5 separate regions of the Sus scrofa genome follow, and all the other regions are linked to region 1. Evidence: chromatin contacts called from public Hi-C and HiChIP or PLAC-seq data. All regions are on one chromosome and are shown on one strand. Each heading gives the region's core, a stretch centred on a gene start, on an enhancer-like site or on the middle of the called end of the contact. The rest is flanking DNA. Distances are from core to core; before and after follow the strand shown. Region 1 holds the start of CCDC124 (coiled-coil domain-containing protein 124). Region 2 holds the start of SLC27A1 (solute carrier family 27 member 1). Region 3 holds the start of GDF15 (growth differentiation factor 15). Region 4 holds the start of PGLS (6-phosphogluconolactonase). Region 5 holds the start of LOC100736865 (PLASMODESMATA CALLOSE-BINDING PROTEIN 4-like).

Evidence for each region. Hi-C and Micro-C count contacts between places; a contact is called where the count stands out from the background. HiChIP or PLAC-seq counts read pairs in DNA pulled down with a chosen protein or histone mark.
Region 2: a contact with region 1 is called in a Hi-C map of liver, with 6 times the contacts expected there. The contact joins the promoter of SLC27A1 here to the promoter of CCDC124 in region 1. A contact is called at or near these places in 1 of 5 promoter capture datasets (fetal liver), 1 of 47 Hi-C or Micro-C datasets (liver) and 1 of 2 datasets of contacts at active chromatin or transcription factors (alveolar macrophages).
Region 3: an H3K27ac HiChIP or PLAC-seq map of alveolar macrophages shows a contact between it and region 1. The contact joins the promoter of GDF15 here to the promoter of CCDC124 in region 1. A contact is called at or near these places in 1 of 5 promoter capture datasets (fetal skeletal muscle) and 1 of 2 datasets of contacts at active chromatin or transcription factors (alveolar macrophages).
Region 4: a contact with region 1 is called in an H3K27ac HiChIP or PLAC-seq map of alveolar macrophages. The contact joins the promoter of PGLS here to the promoter of CCDC124 in region 1. A contact is called at or near these places in 1 of 5 promoter capture datasets (fetal liver) and 1 of 2 datasets of contacts at active chromatin or transcription factors (alveolar macrophages).
Region 5: an H3K27ac HiChIP or PLAC-seq map of alveolar macrophages shows a contact between it and region 1. The contact joins the promoter of LOC100736865 here to the promoter of CCDC124 in region 1. A contact is called at or near these places in 4 of 47 Hi-C or Micro-C datasets (embryonic fibroblasts, mesenteric adipose tissue, omental adipose tissue and 1 more) and 1 of 2 datasets of contacts at active chromatin or transcription factors (alveolar macrophages).

Annotation. Positions count from the first base shown.
Region 1 is chr2:59,829,357-59,833,557 of Sscrofa11.1, reverse strand. CCDC124 (coiled-coil domain-containing protein 124) reads left to right here and starts at 1,997. Exons shown (of 5, transcript XM_005654904.3): 1 at 1,997-2,108.
Region 2 is chr2:60,232,847-60,237,530 of Sscrofa11.1, reverse strand. SLC27A1 (solute carrier family 27 member 1) reads left to right here and starts at 1,943. Exons shown (of 13, transcript NM_001083931.1): 1 at 1,943-2,054; 2 at 3,798-3,965. The coding sequence starts at 3,799.
Region 3 is chr2:59,408,724-59,412,824 of Sscrofa11.1, reverse strand. GDF15 (growth differentiation factor 15) reads left to right here and starts at 1,469. Exons shown (of 2, transcript NM_001174056.1): 1 at 1,469-1,780; 2 at 3,021-3,790. The coding sequence starts at 1,498. The coding sequence ends at 3,664.
Region 4 is chr2:60,195,685-60,200,151 of Sscrofa11.1, reverse strand. It overlaps PGLS (6-phosphogluconolactonase), which reads left to right and starts at 2,115. Exons shown (of 5, transcript XM_021083556.1): 1 at 2,115-2,854. The coding sequence starts at 2,567.
Region 5 is chr2:59,556,947-59,561,344 of Sscrofa11.1, reverse strand. LOC100736865 (PLASMODESMATA CALLOSE-BINDING PROTEIN 4-like) reads right to left here and starts at 2,438. Exons shown (of 3, transcript XM_005654894.3): 1 at 2,287-2,438. The coding sequence starts at 2,356. It overlaps KIAA1683, which reads right to left. Exons shown (of 2, transcript XM_021083531.1): 2 at 3,268-4,287. The coding sequence ends at 3,352.

The sequences.
Region 1 (4,201 bases), core at 748-3,247:
GTAGAACCTCAACGCTTACTTGAGAATGCAAGCGTTTAAGAGCTATAAAATGTCAGAACAATAGAAGTCAGGAGTCCTCAGGAATGGGAACTATGCCCTGTAGCCTGGGAGGTGGCAGAAGTCACCCTGCAGAAGACTTAGCTTGTTCTGGAACGATTCACTTGACCTGTACTCCTCAGTTATGTCAATAGACATAACAGGTTCCCAGTCCTCAGGAAGGTGTGACAAGCCTGGCTCTTTCTTTAAATTGGAAAAAAAAAAAAAAGAAAAAAGAAAAAAAAAATTTTTTTTTCTTTTTAAAGACTGGCTCTTTACCAGTAGAAGCTTAATTAGGTGTTGCCTTTGGCTCCTCCATTCCCCACCCTATACTGAACAACAATAAAATGTTCATGTTGAGTGCCTTCTTCTCAAATATCGTTCCAGGTGAATGGCTGATGCTATGAAGGAAATAAAAAGAGGGCCGGGGTGGGGCACCAACTCCTGGGGAGGCCAGGTAAGGTCCTTCTTAGGAAGGGATATCTGGTCAAAGTCCTGAAGAAAATGAAGGGGTCATTCATGGAAAAAGCTAGGGGCAGGGGGAATAGCACTGACCAATTCCCTGAGGCGGGACTTCATCTGGCATTTTGAGAAAGGAGGCTGATGTGGTTGGAGCTGAGAAAGAATGGGGATGAGGAGGAATGGGAGGTGAGGTCAGTCTTGCAGGCCAGTAGGGATCCACTTGGGGCTTGAGAGCAGGGGAGATACACGGATCCAATTTAGGTCCCTGAGGTGTCACTGGGGTTGCCTTCGGGAGAACAAACTCTGTGGTCAACTTGTCCTGCCTAAACTGCCCCCAAATCCATGCCCTGCTTCTCTTCCTACAGCCAGGCCCAGTACAGTCATCCTCAGACCCCTAATATAACCATTTTTACAGAGAAGGACCCTGAGGCTTAGTGAATGCACAAATACAGGTGCCCTGGACAAAGAGGCCCCCCAAACCTATTGCTGAATAAAATAAAAGAGCAAGATATGTGGAATTCCCTCGGTGACTCAGCGGGTTAAGGATCCAGCACTGTCACTGCTGTGGCTCAGGTCACTGCTGTGTGGCCAGTCTGATCCCTGGCCTGGAATCTCCGTATGCCCTGGACGCTGCCATAAACAAACAAAACAAAACAAAGCGGGGTGGGGGGGGTGATAGCAATCCAGGAGAATGGTCCCGGAGGAATTTGAGTCTTTCCATTACTTTGGTCAAATTCAATTTCTTTTTTTTTTTTTTTTTTTGTCTTTTTTGCTATTTCTTGGGCCGCTCCCTCGGCATATGGAGGTTCCCAGGCTAGGGATCCAATCGGAGCTGTAGCCACCGGCCTACGCCAGAGCCACAGCAACGCGGGATCCGAGCCGAGTCTGCAACCTACACCACAGCTCACGGCAACGCCGGATCGTTAACCCACTGAGCAAGCGCAGGGACCGAACCCGCAACCTCATGGTTCCTAGTCGGATTCGTTAACCACTGCGCCACGACGGGAACTCCCAAATTCAATTTCTGTTCTCTGAACCTGGAAAGCGCAGAGTGTTTTAATTTCTGTCCCTTTAATCTGCTCCCTCCCACTTTAAGCTTCGCACAAGGGAGGCAAAAAAATGTGGGCTAGATGAGAGTCTTCAAAGCACAAAGCGACTGCGACAGCGAAGAGCCTGCCTGAGAGGCTTCCTCTGGATAAGGGGATCAACCAACCACGCGTAGACCGCGGGTTCCGGCGCGCCCTGGCGGCCAAGCAACTCCTGGCTGAGGCCACTAAACTCACGTGTGAAGCCGAGGGAACCATTTTTCATCTGGACAACGGCCATCTTGGTAAAGGCAATGCTTTAGATTGTAGCTTTTAATCTTCTCTCCTGACTTGTTAATATCTGAAGTAAGCGCAGGGGAGGAGCGTTTATACAATATTCGCTCCCTGAAGAGACAAAGAAACGGCTAACTTCCTGGACTTGGACTGGAGACCAGGGCAGTATTTTCTCTACCAAGATGGCGACGGAGCTCTGACATAATCAGCGCGCGCCGCCCGGGGCTCTGAGCGCAGGCCCCCCTCGGTGACGTCACAGAGGCGCGACCGGGCCGGCGCCGGGGGAAGGAGGTAGGAACAGTGGCGGCGCGGGCGGAGCCGAGGGGCGGGGTGCGGGTGGGCCCCGCGAGGCTGCTGGGTCTGGGACCACCCATCTGGAAGGGCTGGAGATGGGGTGCTCAGAGACGGGGGCACCTCTGGTCCCCAGGCTCCAGGGCTCCCGCGGAGGCTATCCCCATTTCCCTGAGCGGGCGATTGAGACCCAGAGAGACAGTGTTCTGTTCTAGGCCACCTAGCTCCAGCCCTTCCCTCAGCAGCTTACAAACTTGGGGTAACAGTGCTGAGTACAGACGTCCCTGGCTTCTTGTAATGGGGTCAGGACTGGGAAGAGGATGACGGTCTGGGGGAGCCCAGAAGAGGTATCTGGAGGACTTCTTGGAGGAGGCAGCGTTGAGTTTCATCTTTTATTCTCTCTCTTACTTTCACAACCGCTCAACCACGTGGTTCTTGACTCCCTCCTAACTAACCCCTGCTTAGCCAGACCCCCTGCTTGAGCTCCCTGCTTCTGTCTCACTCATCCAGTTCACCTCCTCACCAAGCCCAGAGGGCTCTGACGCCCTCCGCACCTTCCCCAAACCCTGGAATACAAATCCCCCTTTCCCAGCCTGGCTCCCCCACACTTCTGGGGGCTTGGGGCTCCCCACTCCCTCAGGCCTTTTCTTAGCTGTCTCCTCCAGGAAGCCCTCTGACACGCCCTTCCCACCTCTCCACAGACAGGTCGGAAGCCCCCTCCCAGCTTCCCTAGCACCTGCTTGTCCCCACCACAGCTCTGATCTTGAGTTACCATTCTTATTGTCTGTCTCTCAGCCAGCCTGGGAATTCCATTAAATCAGGAAGCCCATCAGCAATGCCTTTCCCCAGCATCCCACACGTAATGCTAGGTGCTCGGTGCGTGTTTACTGAATGACAAAGTGTGTGAGAGAGCATTTATCGAACAAAGAAGAAAAACTGTATTAGTTAGCACCAGCTGCCATAACAAAATACTACAGACTGGGTGGCTTAAACAACAGAAACGTATTTGCTCACAATTGTGCAGGCTGGGAAGGCTAAATTCAAGGTTTGTTCCCAGTGCAGGCTCTCTTCCTGACTTGCAAACGGCCATCTTCTCACTGTGTCCTCACATGGTGGAGAGAGTGAGCTCTGGTGTCTTTTTTCTCTTCCTTTTTTTTTTTAGGGCCGAACCTGTGGCATATGGAGGTTCCCAGCCTAGGGGTCAGGTTGGAGCTACAGCCTACATCACAGCCACAGCAACACCAGATCTGAGTCACGTCTGCAACCTTCACCACAGCTCACAGCAAACACTGGATCCTTAACCCACTGAGCGAGGCTAGCGATTGAACCTGCAATCACATGACTCCTAGTCAGACTGGTTTCTGCTGCACCACAACAGGAACTCCCTTTTTTCTCTTCTTATGGGTGCACCAGCTCTACTAGATTAGGGCCCCATTCTTACAACCTTATTTAACCTTTATCACCTCATGGTCACTGTCTCTAAATATAGTCACATTTGAGGGTTAGGGCTTCAACATAAAAATTTTGAAGGAACATAAATATTCAGTGCTGGCCTGAGAGGGATCAAAAAAGCGCTGTCAGGCCTTGAGATGGTATTGGGGGTCTTAAGCAACAGGAGGAGGGGATGCTGGGGCAGAGTCCCTGTGAGTGGGCAGTGTTTTCACAGGAGGCCACAGGTCAGGGTGTATCAGGTGAAGGCATAGCAAGAGCAAAGTTTCAGAGGCTGAAGAGGGAAGTGCATGGGAAGTGAGAAGCTGAGTTTGGACACAGCACAGTATGAAATAAATACTGAGGGAACCCCGGAAATAGATGGTTGCTCATTCATTTGCTTAAAACATTTTTTGAGGAGTTCCCATTGTGGCCCAGCAGGTTAAGAACCCGACAGTGTCCATGAAGATGTGGGTTTGATATCTGGCCTCACTCAATGGGTTAAGGATCTGGGGTTGGCTGTGGCTGTGGCGTAGGCTGGCAGCTGCAGCTCCAATTCAACCCCGAGCCTAGGAACTTCCGTATTCGTAGGTGCAGCCGTAAAAAGAAAAAAAAAAATTTTTTTTTTGAGCCCCCTACTATACAGGGCACTCCCAACCCTGTCC
Region 2 (4,684 bases), core at 694-3,193, 400 kb before region 1:
TCCATATGCTTTGGGTGTGGCCATAAAATAAAACAAACAAACAAACAAACAAACAAAAAAAACCATTGGGTTTGTAGAGCCTTTTATTTTATTTTATTTTATTTTTTGTCTTATTAGGGCCGCACCCACGGCATATGGAGGTTTCCAGGCTAGGGGTCCAATCAGAGCTGTAGCCGCCGGCCCATGCCAGAGCCACAGCAATGTGGGATATGAGCTGCGTCTGCGACCTACACCACTTCTCATGGCAACGCCAGATCCTTAACCCACTGAGCAAGGCCAGGGATCGAACCTGTATCCCCAGGGATCCTAGTCAGGTTCGTTAGTTGCTGAACCACGTGTAGAGCCTTTTAGATTTGGGGATTACTGGCTGAGGACCCAGCAGTATATCTCCAGGAGGTGTGGGGAGAGTTGGAAGAGACTGTGATGAGCACTGTTTAGTCAGGGCTCAGTTTGCTTAGTAAGATGGAGGGAGGAGGAGAGGGAAGAAAGGGGGAGTAGGGAGAAGGGGAGGAGAAGACAGAGGAAGAAAAAGGGGGAAGGAGGGAAGCCAGGAAGAGAAGGCAGAGAAGGGGAAGGGGACTGGTGGGGAGGAGGGACGGGAGGGGAGAGGGGAAGGAGGACTGGGTGGAGGAGGGGAGGGAATAGAGAGAGGAAGAGCAAGGTGGGGAAGTGGAGGAAAGCAAAGCAGGGAAGGGAGGGAGAAACTTGAAGAGGGGAAGGAGAATGGGAGGCACAAGGAGAGCGGGAGGAAACTGGGGGAACAGAGGGAATCAGGGCAAGATGAAGAAGAGGCAGGAGAAGTTTAAGGAAGACTGAAAGGAGAGGAGGAGGGGGAGGGAGTGGAGAAAGGGGAGCAAGTTCTCTGCCCACATTTGTTTTTGTTGTGGTTGTTGGTTTTTTTTGTTTTTTGTTTTTTGTTTTTTTGTCTTTTTAGGGCCACACCCGTGGCATATGGAGGTTCCCAGGCTAGGGATCCAATTGGAGCTGTTGCCACCGGCCTCTGCCAGAGCCACAGCAACTAGGGATCCGAGCTGCATCTACAACCTACACCACAGCTCACGGCAATGCCAGATCCTTAACCCACTGAGCGAGGCCAGGGATCGAACCTGCAACCTCATGGTTCCTAGTCGGATTTGCCTCTGCTGCGCCACGACCGCGGGAACTCTTGTTTTGTTTTGTTTTGTTTTATGGCCACACCCCTGGCCTATGGAGCTTCCCGGGCCAGGAATGGAACCCCAGCTGCAGCTTTGACTTATGCAGCAGCTGCAGCAATGCCAGATCCTTCAAACCACTGTGCCAGGCTGAGGATTGATTCTGTGCCTCTGCAGTTACCCGAGCCCTGAAGTCAGATTCTTAACCCACCATGCCACAGTGGGAACTCCTCACATTTGTCTTTTTTTTTTGGTTGTGCATAGAACCCGAGCCATAGCAGTGACAGTGCCAAATTCTTAAGCACTAGGCCACCAGGGAACCCCTCTGCCCACATTTGTGAACGAATGAATCTCAACTCCAGCTAGCAAGAAAAGGCCTTAGTTTCTTTACCTGTAAAATAGGGTGATCACAATAGCACTACCTGGCAGGATAAGAGTGCGGCTGGGGTTACTGAGCATTGCTGACTTCACTGACACCTGGCTGAGAAAGTAGGGGGACCAGTGCCAGACCTCTCATCTGCCTCTTCATCCCCATTCCATCCACCCTAGGCAGCCTGAAGGGACTGATGGCAGCTTGGGGAAGAGGGGGGTGAGCGCCTGCCCAGTTCTGTCCTCCAAATGGTGCCGGAAGCAGGCCCTGGCTGCCTCCCAAGGAGAATGCTGAGAAGGTCAGCCAAACAGGGCAGAAAACGAGCAAGGGTGGGGTGGGCAGGGGTGCAGAAGAGAGGGAGCTTGGAGAGAGGGATCCAAGGCAGAGGCCCACATGGGCACAACACAGAGCAGTCCCCAGGAGTCTGCACAAACAGAAGCCCGGAAGGTGTAGGGACCTCTGTCTTAGCCTCACTGTCCCAGCCTGCCTACTGCCTGAACTTCTGGGAGCTGGCGACAGAACAAAGACTGAAGGTCAGTGAGCAGCTCCAGGTCAGCCAGGGAATACGGTGGTGGGTAGCCTGGCCAGCACGTGCCTTCGCCTGATCAGGGGGAGGGCTTTAGGGTCTCTAGGTGAGCGTTTAGGACCCTAGGACTCTGTGGAAGGGTGGGGACCTAGTGTGTGGATTTTGTTCTCCTTGGGGTGCTGGAGTGATAACATTGAGACTTAATTGACAAGATGTGGGGATATAGATTTGGAATTTAGCTGGGTTCTTGGAATATAGCTTTAAGAGTGAGATGGGGATTGGATCTTCTTGCCTAGGCTGTGGGTTCCAGATCCCTGGAATGTGGTCCCGTCCCCCCCCCCCCCCCCGCGCGGGCTTTTCAGGGCTGCACTGGCGGCATATTGAGGTTCCCAGGCTAGGGGGCCAACTGGAGCTACAGCTGCCGGCCTACACCACAGCCCCAGCAACGCGGGATCTGAGCCGCCACAGCTCACGGCAACGCGGGATCCTTAACCAGGGATCGAATCCGCAACCTCATGGTTCCTTGTCGGATTCGTTCCGCCGTGCCACAACAGGAACTCCGGGAAAGTGTGTTTAAAACCGAAGAGGCTTTGGGAATTGCATTTAGAACAAGAATCCAGTACAGGCAGGCCCTGAGTGTGAATTGGGCGTTTCTAGTCCGCAGGGGTAGGGATCCTGGTTGCCATTAGGGCTTGGGCCGGGGGCGCCTGGGAGCTATACCTCTCGGCTGAGGCACTCACGGGTTTCCTAAACTCCACGCAGGGAGGGATGGGGAGGTAGGGAAGGGAAGCTGGTAGCTGGAGAAATTTAGTTGTCATGGAGACAGCGGCCGTCCTTGCTGGGGCGTTCTAGCCCCCAGGTCTTGTTGGCCGTCGTCTCTCTGGCCAAGGGGCCCTCTCTATGGTCGTGGCCTCCGGAAGGGGGCGGATCTCGGCAGAGGGGCTATAAGCCCGACAGGTCTGAAGAGAGCCTGCCCGGAGGGCAGGTGGGGCGGGGCCTAGGTTGCTAGGTGGGACGAAATAAGCCCGGAAGGTGGTGACTGGTTCAAAGCTTGAGGGCGGGGCCGGTGCCAGTAGAACTTGGGCCCGGGAATGCCGGCTAGGCCCTAGGCTGGGGGCGGGGCTTCAGTTACAGGGGCGGGGCCTCATTCAGAGAGGGCGGGGCGTATGCTTGTGGGCGTGGTCATAGTTCCAACTTGGTTCTTGACGAGCGAAACTGGAATGGGTTTGTGCTTGTGGGCGGGGCCAAATGAATAGTGGGGGTGGGTAGAGGTGGCACCTGGAGGAAAGCCAAGCACTCTGGGCTGGTGGATTCTGGGACCAAGAACAGAGGTGTAGTGTCGCATGGGGGCGGGACCTGGTCGAGTGACTAGGAATGGCCTGGGTCTGTGGTGGGGGCCAAGGTGGAGCCTAGGCTTGGGGGCCAAGTCGTTAGGGAGGAGCTTGGGTCCCAGAATAGTCGCTACGTAGAGGATTGGGGTGGGCCTGACAGTGGCTGACGGGACGGAAGAGCTGTTTCTGGGAGAGTGGCCTTTGCTAATGATTGACAGAAAAGGCTGGGCTAGGCGTAAGGAGACGTGCCCAATTTGGGACGGGGCGGAGCCCTGGCCTGGGGGCGGGGTCTGTATGAGACAAGCCCATTCTCACGCATGGGGCGGGGCCTTACTCTAAAAGAGAGGAGCTCGACCTGGGGGCGGAGTTGGGCTGGTCGTGGGGCGGGGCTCGGGCCTCAGAGCTCTCCGCCTCCCCAGGATGCGGACTCCAGGTGCGTGTTCGGCTTCTGTGGCGTCTCTGGTCCTGCTATGGTTGCTGGGGTTGCCGTGGACCTGGAGTACAGCGGCGGCGCTAGGCGTTTACGTAGGCGGCGGCGGCTGGCGTTTCTTGCGCATCGTCTGCAAAACCGCGAGGCGTGACCTCTTGTGAGTGCAGCGCGGGCCTGGTCCCTGGGCTTGGGCTGGGGGCGGGCTGGTTGTGGGCTGGTCGTAAGACGGACGCTGCAAGGGCGGAGTTGGGGACCCTCGGGGCTTGGGGTTGGGGGAGGTTTCGGAGACTGGGGGCGGGGTTTGGGTGAGGGTGGGGCTAGAGGCGGGGCTGGGGCCTGAAAAGAGTGGGTTGGGGGACTCTGAGGGCACCTGCAGGGGACAGCTTGGGGGTTTCTGGAGTGAGATGAGTAGGTTTTCAGTGTCCTTGAGCCTGTCTGGTGATCTCAGTGGTGCTGGAGGGCGAATTGAGGGTCTTTGGGCAGCGGGTAGGGCTTCCAGAAGGCTGAGGCTGATTGGGAGGCCGTGCGTGTTTGGGGTGGGGGTGGGGTCTCTATGGGGCTTTGGTGACTGTGGGAGGATTCTGGGGGCTCCTTAGAGACTCTGGTATGTCCCTAGGGGTTCTCAGGGGGACTTTTTCAGAGACGTTGAAAGGGCTTCCTGAGACATATGTAAAGGGCTTTTAAGTCTTTGAAGGGTTGTTTGTCTCCTCAGGGCCATTTACAGGTTTCTCTGTGGTCAGGTCGGGGTGCTCTTTGAGAATTTAAGGTCTGTGCGTGACTTTGGAGATTGTTCAGGGTCTGAGGAGAGGTGGCTGTGTCTTCCAAGACTTGGCTTAGGGGTGGGGTCTCTGGTGACTGGGAATCTCTGGAGAGGGG
Region 3 (4,101 bases), core at 220-2,719, 420 kb after region 1:
GCCCCTGCAGGGGGCATGGCAGGGTGACTGCCTATCTGGTCAGCTCTGGACCCTTTACTGAGCATTTACTATGTATGCCAAGCTGGTGGCGCAAGAGGCCCAGCCTCCCAGTGGCCACGGTCAGGATGATAGCGTGACCAGGGGTGTTTACTAAACCGAGAGCATCCCCAGGGATGACAACCCCACTGGGTGACAAACCCCACTGCAGAGGCTGAGACTGAGATAGGAGTGTCAGAGGCTTGACTGGGCTCACGTAGCAAGTGGGTACTCCTGGATATGCAGGAGGCTGGGACTGTGTTCTTCCCTGGGAACCTTGCTGTGTGACCCCCAACAAGTCCTTGAATCTCTTGCCTGCACACACTGTTGTCACACTTTACACCCACCCACAGTCTGCCTTGCACATCTGCCCATCCCCTCTGAAGTCAGGGGGCTGGAAACAGGCCCAGGAATGATGCCTGGGGCCAGGAGTCCTGAGCAGTAGAGCAAGGTCTAGGTCTAGGTGCCCCAGGGAGAAGTGTATTTCTGGGACACCCCCTTTCCTTCCATCATCTGGTGGCTGCACCTGGCACCGGTCCTCCCTTCCCTAGGCCCCAGCACCCTAATTTTCTGCCACCTCCTCTTTGGGCCCAGCTAAGGGATTGGGGCCCAGAGGACCTTCATCCTTGCCCAAGCCTTCAAGAAGCTCTGTCTGGGGCAGACAGAACCAAGCACACACACTCCCAGTGCTGTGGGGTCAGGGCTGGGCTGGAGGAAGGGATGAGTTGGAAACACTCTGCTGAGCATGAAAAGATAATGTCAGAGAAGGCTTCCTGGAGGAGGGCTTTTTGAGTAGGGTTTTGAGGAATGGATAGGAGTTCCTCAGCTGAGGAACTGCAAAAACATACAGTTTATCAAGCACCTGCTATGTGCCTGGCCCTGTCCTTTACACCTCATTTGACCTTCTCTCCAGGGAAAGTCTCAATCCTAATTTTCCAGATGAAGAAATAGAGGTGCGATGAAGAGGAGTGACTTACTCCAGGTTGCATTTCCTGGCTCTTTCTGGCCCCTTTCCCTCTACTTCCTTTGTTCTTCACTATCTTCAGCCTTTGACCCTAAGCAGAGAGGGGAGAGATGGACTCCCATGGAGGAAGAAGGCTACTACCTCTTAAGCTCTTGCTATGGAGTTTAGCACATAGTAATAAATCTTTTCTGAGAAAATTATTCTTTCCGCCAGCCCACCTAGCTGAGATGATGTCCTCATTTCACAGCAGAGGATACTGAGGCTTGGTGTGGAGCTTAGGGGGGTTCCCCAGCATACCTAGTATCACCCCCCCCAATCAAAAGCACCACCCCATGAAAAGCACCCGAAGACTCCTCCCAGTTGTGGTCCCTGGAGTGTTTACTCTGCACCCACGGCGGGCGGGACCAGGCAGGCAGGGGCGGACAAAGTCCGGGGACTATAAAGGCCGGTCCAGCAGCGTCCGGTCAGTCCCAGCTTAGTGCTTAACCGTCAGAGTCATGCCTGGGCAGCTACCATCACCACCGCGCCGCTCTCCGACGCTGCTGATGCTGCTGATGCTCTCCTGGCTGCCGTCGGGAGGCGCCCTATCTCTGGCCCAGGAGCACCTCCCAGCTTTACCGGGACCCTCAGACGTGCACTCCAGTTCAGATGTCTCCAGATTCCGGGAGTTGCGGAAACGCTACGAAGATTTGCTGACCCGGCTTCGAGCGAACCAGACCTGGGAAGACTCGAACCCGAACCTCATCCCCGCTCCTCAAGTCCGGATAGTCACTCCAAAGTGTGAGTAAAATTGGGAGACCCCACTCTGGGCAGCACTCATCATCTCACCAATTGTTCTGAGACACAGATCCCAAGGCTAGCGGCCCAGCCTCAGTTTCCCTACCTGTGAACGGAGCAGCTACGTCCCACCTTGGGGCTGATGGGGGAGGTAACGGCCGGGTTTGCAGAAGGACGAGGCGGGGCTTAGCCAATCTGAGATGTTACAACACCTTCCGCGGCGCAGATGGGGAAACTAAGGCCAGAGGATCCAGCGACTCTACTGAAGGCTCACAGAGCCTGGAGAACCCAGACGCAAGGTCGGGCGCGGGGCCGTGGTCCCTGCCCTTGGATGTAAGGAAAGGATAGTAGGGGGATTTCCAGGGGAGTAAGATCCAGGGGTCCGGCGGAAGGGAGGAGAGGGGGCGGAGACAGAACGGTGCGTAGAGATGGGCAGAACCTGCTTGGGCTGGTTCCGAATCTGATGCAATCGCGCGCCAAGACACTGCTGAAATTGCACGTGACTGGTTCCCTAGGGAAGAAGTGGAGTATTTTCATGCCCTCCACCCAGCCTCCAGAGGGCAGAGGGGGCGCAAGATCTGGGCTGCTCTTAAGAACTGAGAGGGGTTGAGGGGAGGGGTTGAGGGAAGGGTGTTAGGCAGAGAGTTCTTATCCCGCCCTAATTCCACTTGTGCTGAGGAACTCCATGTAAACCTCTCTCCCCCTCTGAGCCTATTGACTGGGTTGAGAGTCCTCAAACCTCAGTCTCTCCAGTGTCCCCAACATCTGTACCAACCTGGAAGTCTGAGAATTCTGGGGAGCCAGGTACCCTTCATTTCTCAGATAGATCCAGAGAGTTGAAAACACAGTAGCTGCTGTATCCCCAGGGCCTTTTGTAGGCACTTAGTCTGTCTAAAGATGAGATATGCATTCATTCCTGCAAGTATCAAGTAAGCACCTACTGTGTACCAGGCGCAGTGGTGACCAAGCAGACAGAAACCCTTGCTGAGATTCTGGTGGCGGAGACAGATGCTACACAACGAAGTAAAATAGGACTGTGTCTATTTCAGGCAGGCTGGAGGGATGTGTAATCAGCCATGCAGAGATTCAGAGCAAGAGCATGGCCAGTAGAGGAAGTAGCTCGTGCAAAGGCCCTGATCTGGGATTCAGCTTGGAGTGTTGGAAGAAATGGGCATTCCCCTACCCCTCCCCGCGCCCGGCACACAATACTCTCGTGAGTGACTGGCTTTCCTCTCTCCTATAGTTCGACTTGGGCCAGGCGGCCACCTGCACCTGCGCATCCCTCGCGTCAACTTAACTGAGGGGCTCCCCGCAGCCTCCCGCCTGCATCGGGCCCTTCTCCGACTGTCCCCGACGGCTCGGAGCTCGTGGGACGTGACGCGACCACTACGGCGTCAGCTCAGCGTCGGAGGTTCCCGAGGTTCGGCAATACACCTGCGACTGTTGCAGCGACCGGACCAGCTGCTGGAGGCGTTGCCCGCTGGACAGCCCCAGCTTGAGCTGCACTGGCGGCCAAGCTCTACTAGGGGGCGCCGTAACACGCATGCGCACACCCGGGACGGTTGCCCGCTTGGGACAGGGCGCTGCTGCCGCCTGCAGAGCCTGCGCGCGTCGTTGGAGGACCTAGGCTGGGCCGACTGGGTCTTGGCGCCCCGCGAGCTGGACGTGCGCATGTGCGTCGGCGCGTGCCCGAGCCACTTCCGATCGGCTAACACGCACGCGCAGATGCAGGCGCGCTTGCACGGCCTGAACCCTGATGCTGCCCCTGCTCCATGCTGTGTGCCAGCCAGCTATGAGCCGGTGGTTCTTATGCACCAGGACAGCGATGGCCGTGTGTCACTCACACCCTTCGATGACCTTGTGGCCAAGGACTGCCACTGCGTATGAGCGGCCCTGGTCCTACACTTAGGACAGGAGCACAGTGGAAGTGACTTCGTTCTTGCTTGTCCAATGGGTTTGTGGCACCTGAATACCCCATTCTTAACCATTGCTGTCTGCTCTCTCCCGCCCAAACCGCTGTATTTATGTTTATATTTATTATTAATTTATTGGGCTGATCTGCCTGGGGTCAGGAGGGTTGGGGAGGGGGGTTCTGACAGTGTGTGTATTTATGAAAAACTGGTAATAAAAATGAAGCTGTCTGGGAGTTCCCTGTCGTGGCTCAGCGGAAAGGAAACTGAGCAGTAACCATGAGGATGCAGCTTTGATCCCTGGCCTGGCTCAGTGGGTTAAGGATCTGGCGTTCCATGAGCTGTGTGTAGGTCGCAGACTCAGCTGGGATCTGGTGTTGTAACTGTGGCATAGGTCGGCAGCTGCAGCTCGGA
Region 4 (4,467 bases), core at 866-3,365, 370 kb before region 1:
TGAAAGACAAGAGTTTTTCATTTTGATGAAACCAGTTTACCTGTCTTTTGTTGCTCTTGCTTTTGGAGTCATTGTCTAACCCGAGGTCATAAAGATTTACTCATTTGTTTTCTTGTAAGAAATTTTTTTAGTTTTAGCTCTGACGTTTAGGTCTTTGATCAATTTTAATTTTTATATATGGTGTGAGGTAGGGATCTGTATTAGTTTTCTAGTGCTGCTGTAACAAATCGCCACATACTTAGTGGTTTAAAATAACACCAATTATTTTATAGTTCCTGGAGGTTAAGAAGTCAGAAATGGATTTTACTTGGCTAAAATCAAGGTTTGGTAGGGCCACATTCCCTGTGGAGCTTCTGAGAGAACCCATTCCTTTTCCTTTTCCAGTGTTTAGATACTGCCCATCTTCTTTGGCTCATAGCCTCTTCCTCCGTCTTCAAAGCCAGCAACAGTGGGTTGAGTCTGTTTCATGCTGTCAGTTCTCTGGTCCTCCTTCCACTTTTAGTGACCCTTGTGATTACACTGTGTCCACCCAAGTAATCTCCTTTAAGGACAGTTGATTAGCAACCTAATTCTATCTGCAACCTTAATTCCCCTTGCCAAGTGATCTAACATTCACAGGTTTCAGGAGTTAGGAAGTGGACAAATTTCAGGCCCATCATTTCGCCTACTATGAGGTTCAACTTCATTCTTTTCCAAGTGACAGTCTAGTTGTCCCACTACTTTACCACTTGTTGAAAAGATTATTCTTTTTCCCCTTGAATGGTCCTGGCACCCTTGTTGAAGATCCATTGATGATGGACATATGGTTTGCTGCTTTTATATCACAGCTCTATCCCACTGATATAGTTGTCTATTCTTATGCCAATACCACACTGATGACTGTAGCTTTGTAGTGTTTTGTTTGTTCGTTTTTTGCTTTTTAGGGCCGTAACCATGGCATGTGGAGGTTCCTAGGCTAGGGGTCGAATTGGAGCTATAGCTGCCAGCCTATGCCACACCCAAAGCAACGCAGGATCCTATACCACAGCTCAGGGCAACGCTGTATCCTTAACCCACTGAGCGAGGCCAGGGATTGAACCCTCAACCTCATGGTCCCTGGTTGGATTTGTTCCACTGTGCCACAATGGGAACTCCCTTTGTAGTAATCTTGAAATCAAGATGTTTGAGTCCCCTAATTTAGTTCAAGATTGGCTTGGCTATTCTGGGGTCCCTTGCAATTCCATATGAATTTTAGGATAAGCTTGTCATTTTCTACAAAAAAGTCTCTCGGAATTTTGATAGGGATCGTGCTGTAGCTATAGGCCAATCTGGGGAGGGTTGCTGTCTTAACATTATGAAATCTTCCAATCTGTGAACATGGGATATGTTTTCATTTAATTAGATCATTTAAAAAACTTTTTCAGCAAAGTTTTGATTTTCAGGGTACAAGTCTTGCACCTCTTCTGCTAAATTTATTAAGTACTCTCTTTGATGCTGCTGTAAATAGAATTGTTTTAATTTGCTACTGCTTTTAAAGATGCACTACCCATGCAAATCTCATTGCACTTACACACTCCTAAACTCCCTGGCTTTGATATGTGGTCAGGCTGCCCTGGCCCACCAGGCCTCCTGCCCCTTCCAGCCCTCCTTGCCCATGTTATCCCCTGCATACTCTATCTTATTAACCAAGGTCCACTTGCCGCAGTTCCGGAACTTCTCCAGGCCAGAGCCAGGATGGAGGCTTCTGAGTCCTCAGAGACACAAAGAGGTCTCCAGGGAGAATATGCAGGAGAAATTCAACAAGTCTATTTTCATTCTGTTAACTGAGTTCAGAGAGCTTTCAAGGACTCAGTGAACAAAACAAATATCCCTCGCCTCATCAAGCATACATGCATACATATATATATATATATATTTTTTTTTTTTTTTTTTTTTTTTTTTTGGCTTTTAGGGCCGCACCAGCGGCATATGTAGGTTCCCGGGCTAGGCATCGAATCCGAGCTGTAGTCCCCGGCCTACGCCAGAGCCACAGCAAGGAGGGATCTGAGCCGCATCTGCGACCTACACCGCAACTCACAGCAACGCCAGATCCTTAACCCACTGAGAGAGGCCAGGGATTGACCACGCGTCTCATGGATCAAGCTTATATTTTAAAGAGAGAGAGAGACAACACACACCAAGATAAACACGTTAGAAGGTTCAGGAATTTCAACGTCCACCAAAAATACACCTTCCTCCGGGAAATCTCCCATCTCCTCCCTCCACTCCATCACACCCCAGGTCCCCTTCTAGGAGCCTGGATGCTCTGAATTCCCCTCTGCGGCCCCGCCTCCTGACACTGGGAAGTTGAGCGCACTGCGAGCCTGCTGCAGCCCAAGATAGAGCTTAAACACCCTGCAGAGTGAAAGAAGCGCAGCCAGACAGACTGCACGGCCTGCCAGGACTTCACTCGTGGGACTGCGCATGTGCCTAAGACAGCCGCCCAAAGGCCGGGAGCGCTGTGTGGCAGAACTGGCCTTTGCGCAGACGCACTGGTGGCTGCCGGGAGGGTTTCCGCCTCCCTGCTGCCGCCGCCGCCGCCGCCGCCATGGCCGCGCCGGCCCCCGGCCTCATCTCGGTTTTCTCGAGCCCGCAGGAGCTGGGCGCGTCGCTGGCGCAACTGGTAGCGCAGCAGGCAGCGTGCTGCCTGGCGGGGGCCCGCGGCCGCTTCGCGCTTGGCCTGTCAGGCGGTAGCCTTGTCTCCATGCTGGCCCGCGAGCTGCCCGCCTCCGCTGCCCCGGCCGGGGCCGCCAACCTCGCGCGCTGGACTCTGGGCTTCTGCGACGAGCGCCTGGTGCCCTTCGAGCACGCCGAGAGCACGTACGGGCTCTACCGGGTGAGAGCTACGGGGGCCGCTGGGGGTCACGTTAAGAGGGCCGCCCCCGTCCTACGAACGCAGCTACGGGGGCCCCTGGGGGTCATTTCAAGCTGGCTGCGCCCACCGCCTGAAACCGGCCACGGAGGTCATGCAGGGTCACACTGTGCCCCGCCTCTGTCTGGACTTGAGCTGGGAACTGTCATCTGGGTTCCTCAAGGTCCCATCTGGACGGCACCTCCACTGCCCTCTGGGCGGAGCAGTGGAGACCTTTAAGCCCCTTGATGCTTTATCTGGTAGCCGGCCAGAGGGAATGGCATGGGCAAAAGCGTGGAGGTGAAACAGAGTGCTCCATTGCAGGGTCCTAAAGAAGTTCTGGCGCCAGCAGCCTTGTAGCGTGCAAAAGCATTGAAAGAAGAGCCAGGCAGGAGGGATCTGGTATGTGTCCACTTTGAAAAAAATGCACAACCTGAAAGCTGAGTTAAGTTTTATTGGGGGCAAAAAACAAAATTAGGACCTAAGCCTGGGAGACAGCATCTCAGGTAGCCCTGAGCAACCTCCAAGGAGGCGGGGCTGGGAGGGGCAGGTCGCTAGGGTATATAGGAGAATTTTCAACAAAGGTCTGGTAGTAAGAACAAAAGATTTACACGGAAACCTGATTTACAGAAGACCAGTTTCTATGGGAAGAAGTCAGTGTGTGGCTTTACTGGAATCACTCCGTTGATAGGCACCTCAGCTGTGGGCCAGTCTGCTTTCTTTCTTTCCTGAGTTCCCTTAGGGTTCACCAGCTCACCCTTGGGAGTGGCTGCACTACCAGATAACTGTGATATCTTTTGTCCACTTAACTATAGCTCAGGAGGCAGTATTTCAGACAGCTCTGAAATACTGTGCCAAAGAGGAGAGGGGGACTATCAAGATATGTCATAAAGTTGAAAGGGGAGGTGCATATAGCCATAACTCATTTTATAGAAGTTTGCTGCTGGTCTCCTGAAGGTTACTGCTAGTCACAGACATCAGTCCTCATGAAGGATTTTAGTTTTTTTCTAGATATGAGGAGATGCTTGGGCTCGTGAAATCTTCTAAAGATTTTTAACTCCCTGAAGACCAGTTTTTCAAGAGTACAGGGTGCCTCACTCCTGGTCTCCACACTGAGCTCTGCTCAAGGGGTGCTTCTGGTCAGCAGCTGCAGTGGCTTATGATTTAATTCCTTAGAGGAAGGTGACAAGTGCCAAACTCCAGTTCACATGTGGAACTGGCCTCCGTTTCCCCATCTCTAACCTGGATGAATTCTTGATGGTCTCCATGCAGCTTGTGAAGCTGATGACTCCATGGCTGGTTGTCTTTGACTTGGGGCCCCAGGCACCTATAGAATCAGGGGAACACCAACCGTGCACAAGCAGGGAAACTGAGGCTTGGAGGAGCTAAGATATGAGGCATCTCACCACTCGTCCAACACACACACACACACACACACACACACACACACACACAGGGAGGTGTGGGAGGGGCAGTTTGGGGCAGAAGCCTCAGGTCACTAGTCCTGGGTGTGTTGAGTTGTCTTCACAAAGAAAGTTGAGCTGATTTTTTTTTTTTTTTGTAATATGCAAGTAGGTTTACTAATGACCAAGCCCTTT
Region 5 (4,398 bases), core at 1,189-3,688, 270 kb after region 1:
TTTTTCATTTTTTTTTGTTTGCTTTTTTTAGGGCTATACCCATGGCATATGGAAGTTCCCAGGCTAGGGGGCGAATTGAAGCTATAGCTGCCAGCCTACACCACAGTCACAGCAATGTGGGATCTGAACCACATCTGTGACTTACACCACAGCTCATGGCAACACTGGATCCTTAATCCACTGAGCAAGGCCAGGGGTCAAACCTGCATCCTCATGGATACTAGTCAGGTTCTTAACCCGCTGAGCCACAACAGGAACTCCCCACCTCCCTCTGGATGCCTCTTTCCCTATTACACCAGACAGTACACACCCACTGCCTAGGGTGATCTGGAGGACTTAGTGCACCATATGAGTGCTCAGTGGGAAACCAAAGTGCCCTTGTCTGAAGTCTCTTATCTGACATCCAATCCGGCTTGGACCTTCCCTGCCCCCTATTCAGGGCTCTGAAGATAGATGCCCTCTGGATATAGGGAATGGCTACACCCGCAGGCAGCACGCTGGGCAACTCTTTTAAACTTTCTGGGACTCCGTTTCTCTGTCTGTAAAATGGACATCACAGGAAGTCAGAGACTCTGAGAAGTCACACAGGTGTCTGGCACATAGCGACACAATGCTGCAAGCAGGCACAGAGCCACCTCTGAGCACCCAAGGAGGATCAGCCCTAACCTTCTTCCCCAGGTACCTGGAAGGTCCCATGGCTAAACTCAGAGTTTTAAGGGGACGCAAAAGGAACAGTGAGTGAATCAAGGCTCTGAAGCCCCCACTGCCTTGCTCCAGCTACTCCCTAGCTCCTACCCCATCCTAAACGTTGAGCCCCGGGGCCAGGCTGAGGGTGGGTAAAGAGTTCATGACTCACTGCCCACAATTACTTCCTTTCCAGTTCCAGGCTGCTGGGCAGCTTCACTGCTTGCAAGTTCATTCATCAACTACTCCCTGCCCCACCCCTACCCACTCTGCCCTGTACTGATCTTTGTGCTTCTACCCTGCCTCACCCCAAGCAGTAGAAATGCGGAAATAACATCCAGTACTGGGCCCAGGAGGGAGCTTGGTTCATAAACAGACCTCCATTTCTCGGTCCAATTTCCCAGGCCCTGTGGGGATGACAGATGAGTCTAGAAGTAGCATGGTGCACTAGCCTTATTTCATCCCCATTTTACAGGTGGGGAACTGAGGCTTAGAATAGTTTAACATCTGGCCTGAGGTGACAGAGAGAGAGGGAAGAGGGCCCCTTAAGGACCTCAAAGAAACCAAGGACTTAAGAGTCCAGCCTCCCCAAACTGCCTCCCACCATCATTTGAAGATGAATCCAGAGGACGAGAGGTTTCTGCTGAAATGAAGATGACTCGGGCCACAGTGGACCCTAAGCCAAACCAGACGTCTGAGGAGTTAAATTTTTCAATTGAACGGAGGAAAACTAATGGACCTGGAAAGAGGAGGTGGTGGTGGGGGCACAAGCTCCACTGAGTACCTGGCACAGAGCAGAGTTGACCAGAAGGTAAAGTGGGGCTGTTTCTGCACACTGTGCCAGGAGTTTGCCTTGCCCAGAGACTCCTGGACCAGGAGGCTGGCATGAGCCAAGTCAACTAGTTCTAATCTGGGTCCACCACAGGCTGAGCCTCAGTTTCCTGAGCTATGAAATGGGGACAAATGTACTGCCTTCTGAGTGAAGTCTTCGCTGTAAGAGTCTCAGGCTTGGTGGCCGCCACTCTGACATTCCAGGTTTGGGGTGGGGACGTGGGTCAGAGGGAATGATGACTTGGTGGGATGGGAAGGGCTGCAATAATTTCTTCTCTGCCCTGGGAACTGTCTCAAAGTGAAGCAGAAAGTAACTGTCAGGCGCCAAGAACTCCCAGGGGCCATAGATGCTCAGTGACCAAAAAGTGAGCCCTCCTCCTGCCCACCCCGCCTCCTCATGGTCCTGGCGTCCCTACTCTTTGAGGACTGGCTAGGAGAAACTGAGGTTTGAAATAGAACCTCAGACTGGGTGTGAGGCACTCAACTAGCCTCTCCCTGGTTCGGGTCACGCTGGCTTGGCAAAACTGGGAGCTCTCTGGGCTGGGGTAGGGGGTGGAGACGCTGTAGTGTTCCCACTGTTCTCGTGACCTCCCCACCTTACTTCTGGTAGAAAGAACAGCCCTTTGGGAGATAGGGGGCACCTGCAGACCAGCCTGCGGGAGAAGTCTAGCCGCCAGATGTGTGGCTAGGCCATACGCCCTCTCCGGCTTCGTGGAAGCCGGATCTCCTTTTTACCTGTTTTTACCTGAAATGTCAGTAGAAAATTCTCACCAGAAGGTATCAGCGGCAGCAAGAGAACCAACAGCAGAAGAGGCAGCGGCGGCAGCTGGGAGCCCGCCATTCTTGCGACGGGAAGCGGAGGGCGGGCTCTGCACAGGTGTGTGGCAGGTGCCGGCTTCTTACCCCTGCGCGTCCCCTGCTGGCAGCACGCGGGGCTGCTCAGGGGAGCGTCAGAGGCGGACCCTCGGGACATAGGGCCTCCAGGGGGCGCTACTGCTCACCAGAGGTGACACTCCTGACCCCCTTTCTCCATCTGGCCTACCCACCTCTCCTAACGAACTCTCCTGGTTCATGACTCTGAAGCAGTTACACTCTGCCTAGTCCCTCAGGACACCTCTACCCCTTCCAGTTCCCCCTGGTGCCCCCGCCGCTCTGGTCCCCCTCTGTGGCTGCTCCAAACTCATGCTGTCACCGCCCGCTGCACCTCCTCTTGGGCAGGCTGCCCCTTCTGGGTGTCCCCAGCCCTTGCCTTCCCTCTCTGCCCTGTCCCTGATCCCACCAACTAAGGATGTCTGTGTCTGGCTCTCCCTCACCCAGACTAGGGTCCCTTGAGGTAGACCCAGCCTCCCCCCACCCCCCCATGCCCTGGATCAAGATGTGGCTAGAACTCTCTCTGGTATTTCCTGAATGAGGCACACATGCATGCACCCATAGGACTTTCAAGGGCCAAGGGACTCATGACGGCCCTTCTAGGTCAGGTCCCCAGAGACTGGCTTCTGGAAGGCACTGGGGATGGCCTCCATCTGACACTGTTCCTGTAATCATGGATGGATATCGTGGCACACTGAGGCCACAGTGGCAGCCCTGACCTCCAGGAAAGGCTTAGGGGTGGGCTCCCCAGCCACAGACCCCAAGTGCCAACTCCATGGTTGGAAGTTTTGGGGCCCTCCTGTCCAGGATGTTCCAGATGCCCCCCTAATTCCCCCAACACACCATGCCCAAGATGCCCCATAAGCACAGGTAGACCAAGACTCAGGCTGTGGAGGGCTTTATTCATTAGACCCAGAGAGCCACATGGCTCCTGCCCTGGTGTCCCCCCACCGGTAAGCCAATGTCCTAGACGCCTGGCCACTGCGTGTGCCGTGAGTTGTCCCATGCTGCTGGGCCCAAGAGCGCATCCGTGGTGAGGGAGGCCCGGGTGCAGCGACCACGCCAGCTCGCTTGAAGCATCTTAGCTGCTACCTGCTGCTGCTTCAGCTGGCGGCGTACCCTGAAGCCCCTCCAGGAGGACTGGATGGTGGTGGCTGCCTTGTTCTGGCTATGGGGTTGCGGGGGGCTCCGGGAGGTTGGCTGGATGCTGCAGCCCCGTGGCATGCTGGCCTGGACTACAGCACCCCGGCCGGTACCTTGCACCACCCGCGTGGGCAGGGTGTGGCCACACATGTGGCATGTACGGGGGCTGGAACCCACAAGCATCACCACGCTGGGTGGGCTCCCCAGCCCAGAGCTCAGGGACTGGCAGAGGCTACAAGCGTGTGGCTGGCAGGACTGGTAGCAGCGGTGGTCAGATATTGACCTGGCCCCACCCCCACCCCCGCCCACTGCAGCCCACACAGCTGGGAGCAGCATCTGCTGGGTGTGGCTCCGGCGGACGCAGAAGCCTCTCCACGCAGCCTGGATGATTGTGGCGGCTCTACAGAGCTGGGCCAAGTCCCGCCGCACGCAGTAACCTCGCCAGGCAGCCTGGATGATGATGGCCCACTGGTGCCACACCTTGATGGTACGGCGCACCAGGTAGCCGCGCGTACACGCCTGGATAATGACCGCGGCATGGATGATTATCTTCTCCACAGCCTGCACCGACGCCACCAGCTCCCCTGGCTGGCTGGGATCCACCGCCGCCTTGCCGCCCGTGGCCTCCCATGGCACAGTGCCCCTGGCTGGCTCCCATGTGCCACCAGGGACTATGGTGCTGTTCCTGGGCCCGACTGCGACACTGGGGATGGCGGAGTTCCACGCTTGGCCACCAGACACGCCAGCGTCCTCAGGGCCCTGGAGTACAGCGGGAGTCAGGGATGGCTGGTGACTGTCCAAAGGAGCCCTGGAACTAAGAGAATCCTGAGACACCAGCGGCGACTCGTGGCTAAAAAGGGGCCGCCGGGA